Regions from separate parts of the Gossypium hirsutum genome. Here region 1 is linked to region 2. A link is a contact called in public Hi-C data. All regions are on one chromosome and are shown on one strand. The core of a region is the stretch at or near the end of the contact, and the rest is flanking DNA. Distances in the headings are between cores, read along the strand shown. Region 1 has its middle 94 kb from the start of LOC121229884. Region 2 has its middle 16 kb from the start of LOC121229878.

The links. Hi-C and Micro-C count contacts between places; a contact is called where the count stands out from the background.
Region 1: a Hi-C map of leaf shows a contact between it and region 2, with 2.1 times the contacts expected there. The contact joins two enhancer-like sites. A contact is called at or near these places in 3 of 34 Hi-C or Micro-C datasets (leaf and petal).

What each region holds. Positions count from the first base shown.
Region 1 is chrA05:75,662,907-75,666,128 of Gossypium_hirsutum_v2.1, forward strand. No RefSeq gene overlaps it. Among protein-coding and RNA genes, the nearest start is that of LOC121229884, 94 kb to the left of the region's middle. Within about 2 kb of position 1,580, at least 8 of the 9 cell types and tissues checked have an H3K27ac peak or open chromatin away from gene starts, as enhancers often do. A contact at or near this core is called in leaf, where this site is marked.
Region 2 is chrA05:75,440,585-75,443,789 of Gossypium_hirsutum_v2.1, forward strand. No RefSeq gene overlaps it. Among protein-coding and RNA genes, the nearest start is that of LOC121229878, 16 kb to the right of the region's middle. Within about 2 kb of position 1,562, at least 2 of the 9 cell types and tissues checked have an H3K27ac peak or open chromatin away from gene starts, as enhancers often do. A contact at or near this core is called in leaf, where this site is marked.

The DNA of each region.
Region 1 (3,222 bases), core at 330-2,829, 220 kb after region 2:
AAATTCTACAACTTAAAAATGAAACAAATCCAGCTCTAAACTAAAATCTAATTAAATTTATTAAAACTTAAAATCTAAATTCTAGAGCTAAAAATGAAACAAATCCAACTCTAAATTTAAAATATGAGAATTTCAAAATTCAAAAACTCTAAAATAGGATGTAATTGAACCTAAACATCTAAAATCTAAAGTTAAATAAATCTAGAGAAGATCTAAATTTTTTACCAAACTTAAATTAAATCTAAGGATATTGAAAAATAATTAGACTATAGATATGATAAGACAATTTTGCAATTTTTTTGTTGTAATGATAGTTAGAATGAAAATAATAGAGCTAAAGAAAAATAAGAGTGTAAAAGAACACAATTAACCTTATGTTTGTGAAGCCTCCCTTAGATCTTTTGTTCAATTACCAAATGAAACAAGAATACACTTCTTCCCTATCAGTTAAAGCTCACAACTTCTTCACCAAGAATGTCTATGCAACCCCGATAAAGAATTAACAATCCTACAACCCAAAATGGTCACTCAGCAGTGCTTGAGCTAAGTGTTACATCCACCTTAGTCAGCTAAGCAAACAATCGAACAAGAAAATAAACAAACAAGTTGAATGAAACACAAGTTCAACACAGCTTCAATAGAAATAAACTCTTAAAACTTGATCATTCTCAAAAGACTACGTCGTTTTATAAGCTTGGGAAATAGAAAAATATTTTCCTTTAAAACAATTGATAAGTGATTGGGAAGCTCCTTGAGTAAAGCTAATAGTTATCCCTAAAAATTAGCACCTTAAGCATAAAAAAAAAAGACTACCATGCTGATCAAATCACTTCAAGAAAATTAATTGAGAGACTAAAGCCTCTTAGTCGACCCATGCTACTATTTTGTCAAACATACCATAATCAAATGGATCACACTCAGTCTAATCAAAACATGTATGGGGCCCAAAACAATGGCCCAAGCATAGAAACAAAATTGTTATAACAATACATGGAACGAATGAACAACAACTTATAAATATTAATCTAAAATTCTAAATGAATTAAATCTAAAATAAATAAATCTAAATTTTAAAATAAGAATTTCATTAAAAAAATTACTAAAATTCTTAGAATATTTTCAAAAAGTAATAAGAACAGTAAACAGAAGCACAAAATGATAACAAGAAAATAGCAAAAAAAAAGAAAAGAAAAGATTATGCCAAAATAAAATTAATGCACTAATGATCACAATTATTCAACTAAAATACATAATAAAAATATTCAATTAAAATAAATTTAAATATTCCAAATAAAGAGAATCAAATTTTATTATTTACCAAACAATCATTCCTTTTAAAAAGAAAATTCTAGAAATTTAAAAATCAGATTAAATAAAAAGCAAAAATAAATTCAAAAAATATTAGAAATAAAAAGGTTTAATTTTAAAAATTAAAAAATGTAAAAGAGGGACTTGACTGGAAATTTTCTTGGTTTGAATAAAATTAAAAATCCAAAGACTAATCCTACAATTGTGCAAGGCGCAGGTCCCAAGAAATAAAAACATAAGCACGGGGGACCTCCTGTGCAATTTATAAAGGCGAAAGGCCTAAAATATAATTTAAAAACACGGAGGACTGGGTTGCAAATTTCTCTTTCCCACTACTATTTATTCCTGAAACTCAAATGTACTTTGTTATTTTTTTCTTTCAATTTTCAAATAACACTCTTTGTTTTTTCTCTCAGCTTTGTTTAAATTTGTTTTATGGCTCTACTATTGAAGAACCCAAGGATCTTTGATTTCCAACGTCAGAGCACCACACGCGGTGGCTGAAAACTGCAGAGAAAAAGATTTCTTTTTCTTTCTAACAAACTTTAAAGAAAAAAAAATCAAAAGGAACAAATAACCAAAAATTTCTTCTTTTTTCAAAACTGTTTCAAAAATAAATTTTTTCTTCACTTTTCGTTATTTTAGGTCTGAAAATTCACACCTTTTATTTTGTGGATCTGGTAAGGGTGGTTGTTCCTCATGGCTAGAGTTTTGAAACTCAGGATGTCGCCTCCTTGGAACCACCCTTCACCTTTTTTCTTCTTCAAAAATTGAGAAGGAAAGAAAAATCTTTTATTCATGTATCAAAAGAGCAAAAAAAAAAACGTGAAGACTGTCTTTGGAAAACCCTTTCCCTTTTTTCTTGTATCTTGATTTTCTTATTTATTTAGGATTCTGTTTTTTATTGTTTGCAGATTCATCGTTATACTTTTTTCCAAATTATCATTAATCACAAAATCGTTTCATATGCTGTTTATTGTCAACTGTAATTGGTTACCAACTTTTTCTTTGTATTCAGACTCGTGTTAGAAAAAAAAAAAGAAAAAGGGTTTTAAAAACCCTAACCCGAAAATTGGATACAGAAATGGGCTTTCGGGCTTGGACTTAACTTGGGTCAAGACTCAATTCCGGACTTCAAAAAGGACCTAAACAACTTGTGCTTGAAAATATTTAAATTGGGCTTGAGTTGGACTTGGACTTTAAAATGAATTTGGGCTTCAGACTAGACTTGGACTTTAAACTTAACTTGAATTGGACCTAACTTAAGTTTTAGTAAATACCAAAAGGTGGGCCTTAGTATTGGACTTTCAAAGAAAAACCAAATTTCAATATTATTTTATTTTATAAAAATAATTACCTGAAATAGAAATTTTTTATTTAACTTTTTTTTGTCTAATTTTCCCTTTTCCAAAAACAAGAATCGAAATGTGGATATCCAAATATCTACCCTTTTATGCCAAAAATTCAAAAATTAAATTAAGTTAAAAATGATTTAAAATTTTAAAATTAAATAAAAAAATAACTTATTTTAATTAAAAACCTTTAGAATTTGTGAGAGGAATTCAATACGGTCCTTAGTAAATTTTAAAAAATTCAATTCCAATTTCAAAATTAAATTAATATTAACATAAATTTAAAAGAAAAATAACTATGCTTAGGAAAAAGAAACTTGCAGCCCTCTAATTATTTCGAATCTCAAATCAAGATCGTAGATCCTAGGCAAATTAGGTGTCTACAACTGCCCTTCTTTCAGTGTTGCTTGTGTAACAAGGAATATGCAAAGATATAGACATCTTTGTTTGACAAAAATAAAGAAAACCAAATGACTAAAGTTTTAAAACAACTCGGCAAAGAGAAAAGACAAACTTGAAAAACCTCACAACTAGGTTCCTTTAGAGAAACACAAACAAAATT
Region 2 (3,205 bases), core at 312-2,811:
CCCCATTATAGAATTCTTAACTTCATTGTTGCACATAATCAATAATTGGTCACATCCTTTAATTATCTGACTTCATATTGATAGGGACTAACCAGAAAATTAGAATTTAGAACGAGAGGAAGAAGAAAGACAAGAAAATCTTGTGTATTGTACCGATTGCCCTCCTTCACTTACAGCTAAAACAATAAAAGCGAAAAATAAAACAGTTCCGTAACAACCCGATAACTGAAAGGCAGTTACAGGTCTATGCTAGAGGCATCGTTTTATTAAAACTAAAACTCTCCATTTTGCTTATATTCGTAACGCATCGTTTTGGTGCTTCTGTTTTTCATTCCAAAACACATACAGACCCTTTTAATGGAAAATAGGTAAAACGAGTTGACAAAAAATAGTAGGCAGAAGGGTTGAATATATAGATGTAAAACTGCACATCCTAATAATAAAATCATCCCATCTACTGGACACTAATTATAGAAATTTATTGGTCTTGTTTGTCGTCCCACGCTAGGAGCATCCCATCTATTGTTCCGCTGAAATAATCTGACCCTATTTATATTTTATAGAGTAACCCACAACAATTTTTTTTTTATCATAACCAACAATATTAAACTAAATAATTTTAGTAGTTTTAAATTCGTCTTTGGGGCGCATTGTAAGTTGAGCGTTGCATAAACAAGTTTAGCGATAAAGGGATTGGAAAAAAATTTCTATAAAAGTAAGTTTGGGTGAGAAATTTATATAAAAATTTATTTTTGTCGAGATTTTTAAAATTTTACGAATAAATATATTTTTTAAGTAAATATATTGAGCAAACTTAAAATTTATGACCAATTTTAAGAGAAACTTTTATAGCTTAAATTTATTTTATAAATTTCATGTATATAGGTGGTTTTTCAAAAATTCCTAATAATTTTATTTGATCTAATACACATATTCTATTATAAAATAAAAAGTTTAAACTTAAAATTTTATTATTTTTTAATCATAATATATATTTTTTGGTGAATTGCAATATTAAGGTAAAACCCAAACAACAAATGCCACTAGCGCGACTATAATATATGCTTTTTTAAAGTTTTTTTTATTAAAACCATCTATAAATTTTTAAAAATATAATGCTATCTATATCAATTTTTATATTATTTATTAATATAATTCTTATTCTTTTATAATTATTTTTTATTTGTAAAATTCTAATAATTTAAAATTTTTATAAATCAATTGTTTATTCAAACAAAGCAATTACAATCCTAACATTTTAAATTCATAAATTGTAAAATACTAAAATTTTAAAATTCTCAAAATATTTAAAAATTTTCAATCAAATACACTTTAAAACTTTTTATATCCATTACTCGTATTAGATTTCATTTTCTTTAGAGTAATTAAATCAAATTTAAGTAAAAATTTAATAATTTTTTAATTCATAAAGTAAAAATTTAATAATTTTTTATTTCATAAAACCCGAATTTGGCTTGAATCTTATTTAAATGACACTGTATTTGTTACTACTTAATCCAAAAGATGTTGGTAGGGTTGAAGGTTAGGTTGGTGAGGGGAGGTGGATGCTGGACCAGACAATTGCTATCTCTGGCCCCATTGCAACTTGCCAATTTTAATAATGCCATGTGAAATATAGATAGCTAACAAGTTGGTGACTTTAGTCATCTTTCAAGTGTTCTTAATGCACGAATAGGCAAATAACAAGATTCCTATTTTCTCATCTCTCGTATCGGTTCCCAATGAAGTAATGGAAGATTTGTGAGATGGTACAAAAATCGCCATAAATTTTACTATTATTTAAATCAGAAAAGATGGGTTTTATTAATAGATCAAATTGTAGTAATCACCCCTTTCTAAGCAACAAAAAATAAAACCCATCAAAACCCTTTCATTCAAAACTATCAAAAAAAGAAAAGACAAAACTAGTTCTAATCTGCGGGTAAAATCCAGAAAATTCATTGACAATAAATGACACAAAGAATGCGTTAAAGGTATGTTGATATTAACTAGTTTATTTCTTCATCCAATTTTTTTTTAAAAAATTATTTTAATTATTTAATTTTTTTTTAGTCTCTAAATTAGTTTTTTTATTAAAATACTACACATACATATTTAAGTTTTATATGTGAACAAATTATCATTCATAATACACACCAACGCTATACATACCATATAAATCATAGTGTACGTTTCAAAGACTACTAGAATAAGTTGGATAATGTGGCTTGATGTGTTGATCCGATCTCCCGACCTCACATTAATCTACAAGGACATTAAACAATACAAGTAAGCTTAATGAAGTTTAGTAAGGGCCAGTTCTGCATTGCTTTTCAAAAGCACTTCTGGCTCCAAAAGCACTTCTGTAAGAAAAGCTGTGCAGAACAAGCTGCTTTTGGTTGAAATTTTTAGCTTTTCAGATGTGCTTTTCAAAAGCACTTCTGAAGAGGAGAAGTTAAAATTTTTAGCTTTTCCTCCCCAAAAGCACTTTTAGTGCTTAATTATTTTTTCACCCCTCCAATAACATAGTACTTTCTCTTTTTTTCTTAGTACGTAATTACAAATGTGTTAAAATCATTAATTAAAAATAAAAAAATATTTTTAAAATACTAATTACAAATATTTAATAATTATATTTAAATATTTAAAATATAGTTTATATATTCTAATTAAATTTTACAAATAATTAATATTTATTACTTAAAAATTTTAAAATTTATATTTTATATATTAAGATATTAACAAGAAGTTATAATAATATTTTTATATTCTTACTAAAATATAATAATATTAACTAATTTAAATATTATTTAAATGCATATTTCTTATTTGATAATAATATGTTTAAAATTGACATTTTATTTTTCAAAAGTACTTTTTTACAGTAATGCTAAACACTTAAATTTTAAACTAAAATTTTCAAAGTACTTCTCAAAAGCACTTTTCCACAGCACTTTCCAAAAGCACTTTTCAAAAGCATTGCCAAACTAGCCCTAAGTTTGATGGGTTAAACGTAAATCTTACCGAAACTAAATGTAACAAATCAAATATGCAAATTATTCATGCAATCTTTCTGTCAACCACAACTTTAATCGAAGATCACACTTCTTTCAAATCAATATCAATAATAAATAATAAATCTTTCAATTTCAATTACATAAGTCATTTACCAAATCTTACCAAATCAGAGAACGGCTTATGGATA